2 separate regions of the Anas platyrhynchos genome follow, and region 1 is linked to region 2. The links are chromatin contacts, called in public Hi-C maps. All regions are on one chromosome and are shown on one strand. The core of a region is the stretch at or near the end of the contact, and the rest is flanking DNA. Distances in the headings are between cores, read along the strand shown.

The links. Hi-C and Micro-C count contacts between places; a contact is called where the count stands out from the background.
Region 1: a contact with region 2 is called in a Hi-C map of subcutaneous adipose tissue, with 2.9 times the contacts expected there. The contact joins the promoter of CHSY1 here to the promoter of ASB7 in region 2. A contact is called at or near these places in 3 of 8 Hi-C or Micro-C datasets (liver, skeletal muscle and subcutaneous adipose tissue).

The regions. Positions count from the first base shown.
Region 1 is chr11:22,055,309-22,060,191 of IASCAAS_PekinDuck_T2T, forward strand. It overlaps CHSY1 (chondroitin sulfate synthase 1), which reads right to left and starts at 3,162. Exons shown (of 3, transcript XM_038184984.2): 1 at 2,636-3,162. The coding sequence starts at 2,934.
Region 2 is chr11:21,776,344-21,781,374 of IASCAAS_PekinDuck_T2T, forward strand. ASB7 (ankyrin repeat and SOCS box containing 7) reads left to right here and starts at 2,524. Exons shown (of 6, transcript XM_027465765.3): 1 at 2,524-2,656; 2 at 3,521-3,685. It overlaps LINS1 (lines homolog 1), which reads right to left and starts at 2,386. Exons shown (of 10, transcript XM_038184955.2): 1 at 2,227-2,386.

The DNA of each region.
Region 1 (4,883 bases), core at 1,912-4,411, 280 kb after region 2:
GGGCACTCACGCCGTGTCCCAACCTCTGACACCCGGCCATCAGCAGCATTCGCACTGCTCTCCTGTCGGGTTTCCCTGGAAATCTAGTTGCTATGGAAAACGCTAAAAAAAAGGGAAAGAAAAAAGGGTTAACGGCTCGATATTTCTATTCTTGAGACAGCAGGCTTAAATCTTGCAGGGAGAGTGCTTAGCCCTGACTGCCTCTCCTTCCTGCAGCTCTTTCAGGACAACTCCCCTCAACTGCAAAGCCATTAGCACGCAGTGCTGCACTTTCCCTGAACCCCGGCCGTCCTTTAACTCCTTCCTGCACTGCTCTTTTCCTGGCTATTTCACGCCCTTTGATGTGACACTGCTGTTTCTGAGGCCGCATTTTGCCGGCCTGCTCGAAGGGAAGCTCCTCTAACCTGGCTGTCAGATGCAATCACCGAAGCTACGAATCCGCCCTGCAAAAAAAGAAAAAAAAAAAAACACCAAAACCTGGAGATCTGAAGCTTATTTCTCTGCCTCGCAGAGCACAAAAGCCCGACTGTTTCAAAGGGCCGGCGGCTCCTGGAAATCCAGCGGGCCCGCTTTGCCTTGCAGTGGTCATTTGGCTCGTGATTGATGTTCAGGAAGTGGATTGCTTCCCCTCTTGTTAGACCCTATCGGGATTCACAGCAGCGAGGAGCAGCGAATGCTTTCCGCTCCAGCCCCTTTTAGCTCTGCCCGTCAATGGCCTTTGAGCCGCGGCAGCGCGGAGGCATTCAGCCCCTGAATCCCTAATTCCTTTCAGCGGTATCAAGGCCCTGCACACGCTGCCACCCCGGGAAAGCCTTGCGAGCAGCTTCCCGTTTGGCTCGCTGTGCCAGCGATTCAGCTCCCCAGGATGCTTTGTCAGTGTGGTAATCCCAGCGATTGTCTGCCCCAGCGCTTCATGGCAATCAAAAGCCATTTAGGATTTCAGGTTCGTCTTCCTCTTCCCCCTCCCCACCTTCCCCCGAAGATGCCTTCCTGTCACCAGGACATTAGCTCGTTTCTTTTGCCAGCAGCGGGGAGAAAAACGCCCTCAGCCCTACCGCAACGCTCCCAGCTCTCCCCATTCGGCCCTTCCCAGAGCTGACAGCCCCTCTGGAGGTTAAACCAAAAAGAGAAGCACAATAAAAAGTGATGCTCAGCCCTCCTTCCCGGGGCTGAAGGAGCCCGACCCGCCAAGCTGCATCTTTAACTGTTTTATTCGTGCACAGACGCTGCAGATCTGGCTCCGAGCTCTCCTGCAAGCACAGGCAAATCCAGGTGGGAGAGCCCTTCCCGCACCAGCACGGGAAAACATCCAGGACTAACACCCGTCTCCGGACAATGCCGCGATCACCGTCCTTTTGGGGATTCCTGCCCCAAAATCGGGTGGCTGCTAGACCGCTGGCTCTGCCACAGGACCTGGTAGGGGATGTCCCAGCGTGACTCCAGCCTTCCCCGATGTAAATGGGCATCGCAGGGCTCCTCGTGGGATTTGCAATCCAAAGCGCTCCATCCCACACGGGGAAGAAAAAGACAGAACCCTGAAGAAACGCATTCCTTCACCCCTTTCAAAGGATCCGTCACACGCCCTCTGTAACTTAATTACGGGTCTGCTGCCGAAAGAAGGCATTAAGTCTCCATTACGGCCCTCTTTGGTGCACAATACGCTGCGGATTGCCCAAATTAAGCAATTTGGCGGAGTTTTGGTGCTGATACCAAGAGCTGCCCCTTCCCAGGAGGAGACAGCCCCCGTCCATCGCGCCCTGCCCGGCCAGCGGGGCCACGCGTTGCCCAGCGGGGCAGGGAGGCGATGGAGAAACCTTTCCTCCAGCACAGGCACCGAGGGGATGTTTTAGGAGGCCAAGACCCACCCCGCAGCCCCTGTGGCCTGCTCGGAGCCGGGCTGACATTTTCAGCTCCCAACTCCTCCGGCCTCCCGGAGCGAGGGGCGTTATTTCGGCAGGGCCACGTCTCCGGCACGCCAGGCGCTGAGGCTGAGGGCTGAAGCCCCGTCCCTACACCATCACCTCCATCACCGGGGTCTGAGGCACACCGTCCAGGGCACAAATCATTCCCTAACCCCAGCACGGCCACCAGGAGAGGGTTCCTGAGCCGGCTCCACCTGGCACAGCTGCGAGCGGAGGCAGCGAGCGGCTTCCCCCTTTGTTCCCAGGCGCAGTTTGCTGGGGCTCCATCTCCTCGCCTGGACGCGGGGTTGTGGGGGGATTTTTTATCCAGCTCCCTATCCGGCAGCCCCCAAACTTTTATTTTTGAGCCTGTTATGTATTATTGTGGCTGGTTTCGGAATGGGAGATTGCTGCCTTCGGGAGGGAAGAAGCAATAGGTCTTTTTGGGAAGGGCAGCCGGCCTTGTGTGCGCTTCCACAGCTCCCCATTTGGGAAGGGGAGGGCGGCAGCTCTTTGCCCGTGCCGGGCACAGCGAGGCGAGGGTTTGGCCATCCCCAAACCCCTCAGCGACCACCACCACGGTCCCCCGAGACCAAAAACGGAGCCACCCCTCAACAACACGCCTGTCCGTCCATCCATCCTCAGTGCGCCCCATCCCAAGGTGGTGATGGCGGTGGGGGGGGGGGGGGAGCCCCTTTTCCCAAAACCTCCCCCACTTCGTCCCCTCTCCTCACCGGTGGGCAGCCACGGCGCGGCTCCTCAGGTACTTCTGCGCCGTCATCACCCCCACGAAGAGAAAGCTCCGAGCCTGCGGGCCGGGGCGGCGAGGCTGGGAGGCGGCAGCGACGGCGGCGGCGGCGGCAGCGGCGAGGGGAGGGGGCGGCGGGCGGCAGCCCAGCGGGCGGGCACGGCGGGGCCGAGCCGCCGCAGCCAGCTCGGAGGCTCGGGGCAGGACGAGCCGAGAGGCGAGCACGAAGCCCAGCACCAGCCCCAAGAGGACGCTGAGCCAGGCGCGGCGGCCGCGGCCCGCCATGCCCCCACAGCCCGGCTCCAAGCGACCCCGGAGCCGAGCGTGGTGGTGGTGGGGGGGGGGGCGGCTCTCCTCACAGCCCCTCCGCCACCACAGCCTCCACCGCCTCCTCCTCCTCCTCCTCCTCGGCCACCGCCGCCGCCGCCAGCCGCGCCGAGTCGCCCAGCGCCGCCATGGGGGGAAGGGGAAGGGACGGGAAGCGGAGGGAAGGGGGCGCCCGCCTCCCCTCCATCATCCCCTCCCCTCCCGGCCCCGGTCCTGCCCCTCGGCACAGGCGCCGTGTGCGGCCCCGCGGCCGCTGGCTCCGCCCGGGGTGGAGGGGGGACGCCCGCAGCCAGCCCCCCCCCTCCCGCTGAGGGGATGGGGGAGGGAAAGGGGGGAGCGGAGACCCCCGGGGTGGGGGCTGTGGGGGCACCAAGGAATGGGTAGTGGGGATTTGGGGGGTTTTGGGTGTGGGGTGGGAGCTGTGAGGTAAAAGAGAAGGATGGGACCCCGGGGGGTGCGGAGAACCCGGGGGTGAGGAGCTGTAGGGGCAGCAAGGGGTGGGCTGTGGGGATTTGGGGGGTTTTTGGGGTGTGGGGTGGGAGTTGTGAGGTAAAAGGGAGGAATGGGAACCTAGAGGGTGAGCAGCCCCGAGATACAAGGAGCTCCGGGTGCAGCAAGGGTTGGGTTGTGGGGATTTGGGGGGGTTTTGGGGTTTTTTTGGGGTGTGGGGTGGGAGTTGTGAGGTAAAAGACAGGGATGGGAAGCTGGGGGGTGCAGAGACCCCGGGGTGGGGGGGCTGTGGGGATTTGGGGGGGGGTTCGGGGGGTTTTTGGGTGTGGGGTGGGAGCTGGGAGGTAAAAGAGAGAGATGGGAAGCTGGGGGGTGTGGAGACCCCGGGATGTGAGGAGCCCCGGGGGCAGTAGGGGATGGGTTGTGGGGATTTGGGTTTTTTTTGGTTGTGGGGTGGGAGCTGTGAGGTAAAAGAGAAGAATGGGACCCCAGGGAGTGCTGTGGCTGAGGTGGCACTGTGGGTGCTCAGGGAGGGGAGTGCTGGGGCTGACACTTCAGCAGGACAGCCAGGGACAGGAATGCTCCATTGCCCCTTCTGCACCCTGATGGATTGAGCACAGGTAGCTCGTTATCCCCACACCACAAAACACCCCTGGGACACAGCCACGCGGCCCCGTCCCACAGCCAGGCCCTTGGTGTCGTCCCCTGGCCGTGTGTGGGGCCCCAGCCCTGGCTTCACCCTGTGCCATGTTGTTCATCTGCCTGGGAAGAGAAGGCCGGGGCAGTTCTCTTTTCCCACCTTGCTAATTAAAGCTAGCAGAAATAGGTCAGGCTGTTTCCATCCTAAGGCCGTAAGGACTGCTCGGCAGAGGGAAGGCAGGGTGAAGTGCTTCTCTTTAATCTGGCTGCACTAACTCCCCACGTGCGTTTCATCTGCAGAGTGCTTCGGCTTCAAACAGCCCCAAACCCTTGACATTTTCAAGCAAAAAAAGCCTGCAGTCTTCGCAGAACAAACGCAGCTGGCCCAGCCCACTGACCATCCACTTATCGGCGTGGTTCCTTCCACTTCCCCTGCAGTTCTGCATCTCCCGTTGCCAGCCTTTCCCTTTGCATCTTTTACCATTTCTTTATGTCATGGTCTCATCCATGGCAAGCTCAGAAAGTCTGTTATTGAGCAAGGGCCGTTGTGAAAGAAACCACTGTGCCAGCCTTCAGTGACACCAAGCTGGGCACATACGGTGGATTTTTACAATCTTCCTATAGCGTGTCACATTTCTGGGAAGCGTCAGGTAATACTGCAATCCGATGGTTTAATAAATGCTGATGTGTCTTGAAAAAAAACGCTTCTGCATGGTTTTATTGGCGCTCTGACGTCGCAAGGCTGATACTGAGGTCAGCACCGATGAACTCTGGCGATGTCAGGAGCAATGAATTACCTGAGTGCCATGACAATTGAT
Region 2 (5,031 bases), core at 1,274-3,773:
AAGTATTTAACCACACTCAGAAAAGATTTTTTAAAAAATCTTTATCACAAAGTCAATGGAACATTTCTTAAAATCACTACACTGGAACATTCAGTACAGCTTTAAAAGAAAGGCTATTAAGAATTCAAATCCCTCTTCAAAGCCTGCGCAGCTAAGCATCTGCAAATTTCTAGTCATTATGCAAGCAAGGCAGGTATCAGATCTTCCCAGAAAACAAAACAGATATACTTAAGAACACCAGGGTTTCTTTTTCATTTATATTGAGAGTGATATTAGTCTGTATCACTTTTAACATGTTATCTAAGCAGAGCCCCTTTAATAAAAGAAACTCATTACCTTTTATCTGCTGTGAATTTAGGAGAGGGATTTATTTTCTTTATTGGAATTTGCTTTTGGGACTCCCTCTCTAAATCTGGCACAGTCAGCCAGGTAGGCTGCTGAAAGCCACCTGTCTCTAGCTGGCTTTTGCTTAAATATTATGCTTCCCACTTCTCACCAGAGGAAGAAAACAGCTCGGCCTCTTAACTGATAAAAGATCGGAAATATCTTCCCATCTATGTTTTCAGTTATACCAAAAATTATCATCACACCAAAAATAAGTTACTGGTTTTTAGGAGAATATTAGAAAACATAGAAACTACAAAATTCAGTATTCGAAAGGTGATTAATTTTCTAAGTTCTAATCTTTGTAGGTTTTTAGAATTACTAAACATTGACAATTACACCTTGCTTTGTACACAAAGTGATTCTGATCTTTTTTCTTTTTTTTAAACTACAGCTGAAGTACGCATTGAAGAAATGACTTCCCAAAGCTACAAAGTAGTGGTGGTAGAGCAGGACATGCCACGCAGACTGCTAACTACTGCCACAAGCGGCAGTCTTTCCTTTGCTGTAAATTCAAACCTAAAATTTGAAAATCACCAGATGCCTGCATTGCAGGGAGTCATCTGCAGTTCCCTCTGGTGGGGTATTTTGGAAGAGATATTCAGCAACGGCTGTCCGGACAGCTCCAAAGTGTCCCTCACCTCATCCACAGCAGACCTAAGAACCCTTTCCCCACCCCTTTCCCATATTCCACATTTTAGATTTTAAAAGCAGACTTTGTGCTTCATACAAACTCCTTCATCTGCAGAATCTACTTGGAATTCTCCTCAAGATAAAAATTTATGGCGTGAAACCTCATAAAATTTCTTCAGAAACCACTCTGAATATTTTATATAGCTATTGTTCCCATCCTTGAGTTTTATTTCTTCCTAAACGAACATCTAATAAAGTAAAATTATCTCAACACATTTACTTCTGCGTCCAAAATCAACCCAAATTATCACCCTTCATGGTAAATGAACAGATCTTTCGTGCACAAATTCATAAAATACTGCAAGGCTGTTAAAGGCGAGAGGGACTTGGAACTTTGCTGGGACGTGCGCTGTGAAATTTTACCTTCGCCACATGATATTGGCTGTGCTCTCCTTGATCCTACCGTGACATCAATATGAAAACCATTAATTTGCGGAGCTCTTTACAAAAACACCTGAAGATGGGAGAAAACGTCAGAGAGTGCCTAGATTTGGTTCTGACAGAAAGCACGGTGGAGAGCTCAACGCTGACGAGCACAGAGCTATCGTAGCCATAAAAAAACGACAAATTCCAACCCTTACTTGTATTATTTATTCGTTATTTAGACAGCATCTAAAAACTAATTACGATAAGGCCCCACAGTGCCAGTCTCTTGCATAAACATCAGGAAGTGCTTCTAAAGACCTCCTGTATAGACAAATCAGGCGACAGACAGGAAAGCTATAGAGAAAAAACCACTTTGCTATCTATTACTTTCATGACTTCAGCTGGACCACCACAAACCCCTCTAAATAATAAAATTTCCTCACAGAGGCCGCCAACGGCTGCTGCCCCCCCCCCCCCCCCCCTTCCCTCAGCCCTCAGCCCTCAGCCCTCAGCCCCCAGCCCCCGCCCGCCTCAGCCCCTCACCAAGCCCCGCCCCCCCTAAGCCCCGCCCACCCCCAAGCCCCGCCCCCTCTCTCCTCTCCCTCCCCCCCCCCCTCCCGGCAGCCCGCGGCCCCGCTTAGTCACCCCCAGGCCGCCCCGCGCACGGGGGTTCCCGCCCCGCCCCTCCCCGCTGCTAGGCAACCGTTGCCAGGTAACCACCGCGACTCACCCCCCCCTCCCCAAACACCCGGACGGGTCGCGGCAAGGCCCAAACCTCCTCACCCAAACCGCGCGAACGTCCGCGGCCGCCCCCCTTGCTCTTGTCGCAAAGCCCTCCCCCCTCCCCCCCCTCCCTCCCTCCTTTACGGCAAGGGGAGGGCAGCGGAGGAGGAGGGAGAGGGGGGGAAAAAAGGGGGCGGAGCCTCCGTCAGCCCGCCAACCAATCAAACGCGGCGGGCGGGGGCGGGCCCAGCGCGGCGCCTTCTGATTGGCGGAGCCGGGGGTCAGTCCCAGCCCGCTGACCCCGGCGCGCAGTGGCCCCGCTCCGCTCGGCCCCCGCCCGCGGCCGGCCCCGGCCCCGGCCCCGCCGCCTCCCCCCGGCCCCGCCGCTCCCCCCCCCTCCCCCTCCCCCCTCCCCTCTCCTCCCCCCTCTCCCCTCAGCGCCGCCGCCTCACGGAGCTCGCCGGGTGCCCGCCTCGGCGGCGGCAGGCAGGTAACGGCCGCGGGCGGCGTCCCGGCCGCCCCCCTTCTTGCCTCTTCTTCTTCCCCCCCCCTCGCCTCAGCCTCGGCCCGGGCCTTTTCGGCCTCCCCCGGGCCGTGTGGGGGCGCCGCTGCCTCAGGGAAGGGGGGGGCGGCGGGGCCTGTGCTGCTCCGCTGAGCCCCCGGGGGGGCTGGGCAGCGCCGTCAGGGCCCTGTGGTTATGGGGGGAGGGGGCAGGGTGCTGGGAACCCCCCCCAGTTCCTGAGGACCCCCCCCCTCTTGTCCCCGGGACCGTCTTCCCGGAACCGCTCTGCCCGGAGATACCCTGTCCCCGATCTCCCCTTTCATGGGGACCCCCCCTTATTGGGGGTCCCCCCCTCCAGGATCCCCCGGATACCCCTTTTCCCAGACCCCCCCCCCTCTCAGGGACCCCATTCCCGGATCGCTCCCCCCCCCCAAATACCCGTTCTTTCCCGGGGACCCCCCCTTTCCCAGGGACTCCCCCCTTCCCAAGCACCCCCCTTACCGGGGACCCCCCCTTCCCAACATCCCTTAACCAGACCCCCCCTCTCCTTCCCCACAACCTCCCTTCCCAAACACCCCCCTCCCAGATACACCACCCCCCTCAGACCCTCTCCACCAGCATCTTCCTGCCTCAGACCTTGCCGGGCACTTAGGGTCCTGCACCCCCCCCCCCACCCGGTGTCCCCACTCAGTGCCCTTCCTTCTCCCCAAGCTGCCGTCCCGACCCCGGTAACACACCCGTTCCTTCCTAATCCTCGCAGGCTCTTCCTGTTTCAACCTGGTGTCGCCTTGGTCTCGGTCTCTCTCCTGTCATTGCCTGGCTCAGGTCGGCTTTTATTTATTTCTTTTTTAGGTTTAAGCTGCCTTAAAGGAGAAATAAGAATCGTGACTCCAAAGAGCAAAATAAGACAGAAGAGAGAAAACGGCGCGCAAAAAATCCCCAGAAAGGTGATAATTCATGTAGACTTCTCAGAATCGTCCGAGACGCACGGTTTGCCTGGGTTTGGGGCCTCTCGTTGTAAGTGTTTTTCCACGGATCTGAATAGGTAGCATTAAATGCCTTTGTTCTCTCAAAACCTGCTTGCTATTGAGCTTCAGAAGTTTGAAAGCTCCGAGGCCCGTTTGAAGCACTCTTCCTCTTTTCTTTTTGTAAGTTTGTCATTTTCTAAATTTAACCTGCAAATGATATTTTGATCTTGAGCTGCTGCTTAACGTTTTTTGGGTCTCTTCATCTCAGGAGCGTCATTTTTAAACGATTTCGCTCTGGGTAGCGAAAAGGGTTGGCTCTTTCAGTCTGTTCACTAACTTACCTGACTTGTTTCTGCTCTGATTCTAAAATCGTTACTGGAGCAGGTCATGGTAATTGCATTTGGTTGGTTCAGTTGTACCGAAGTTTTGCGTGGGTCAGGCTTTTTTTTTTTTTTGTATTTTAACTGAGTTGCGAAAATCGCCGCGCGTTTAATTGGATGGCGTTTGTTTACGAGTACCTTGTGGGCTGAGATCACAGGAGAAGATAATGCTGTTAGATGCTGAAGGAAAAAAAAAATGAAAGGAGTCATCAAAAACTGAGCCCTGCTGGTAAGAGGAGGACGGTTGGGGTTCAGAGCGAGAACAGTTCCTAGGGAGAAGTGCTTGTTTTACATGGCAAGGAGATAAAGAGATGAGCTCTAGAAGGAAAGAGCGTTGGGGGGGGCTTGTTGATAGCAGTCAGCCTTTTTCTGTGTCCTGCTGTTGCTGTGCTCCAAATAATGGCGTTTCTGCCTGTTCCTTTAATGCCAAGTCTGTATTGACTCCATCCTAATCTGTTTCAAAAGTAGATGAGGTTGTGTTGTTTTGGCAAATATCCTCAGTGTGGTCCCACCGGTCTTTGTCGTGTTGTCAGAGACGTCGTTGACTGCACCAGAACGTTTTTGCGCTGTCAGCAATAAATTATTTCTCAGCGTTAGTTGCAGGGGGAAAAAGCCGTACCTGTGGCTTTGGTCAGGGGTGGATCTGTGTTCTGGTGTGTGTGTCCTCATCGTGTGTTGAGGAGTAGCTGTTAGCAGATTAAATAGAAAATTCCTCAGTACCACAAGTTCTGAGATATTTGCTGAAAGTAGTAAAGAAATTATCTGTGTCATTTCGCTAGAATGCTGCAAAGTCATATACATATTGCTGGGACACGTGGACGTGCCCCGTGTGATTGCAGGAGGGGCTTTTATGCTAATTGGTGGGACAGATGCGCATTAATACGAACTTTGCAGTGCAGTTATGGCACACCTGCTTTGTAAAGTTGCATTGTCCTAACAACCTCTTTGCAGCCCATCCCGTGGGTCTAACGTGGGCCTTGCGTTAACATCGCTTCTCCAGCAGAACATCTTGGTG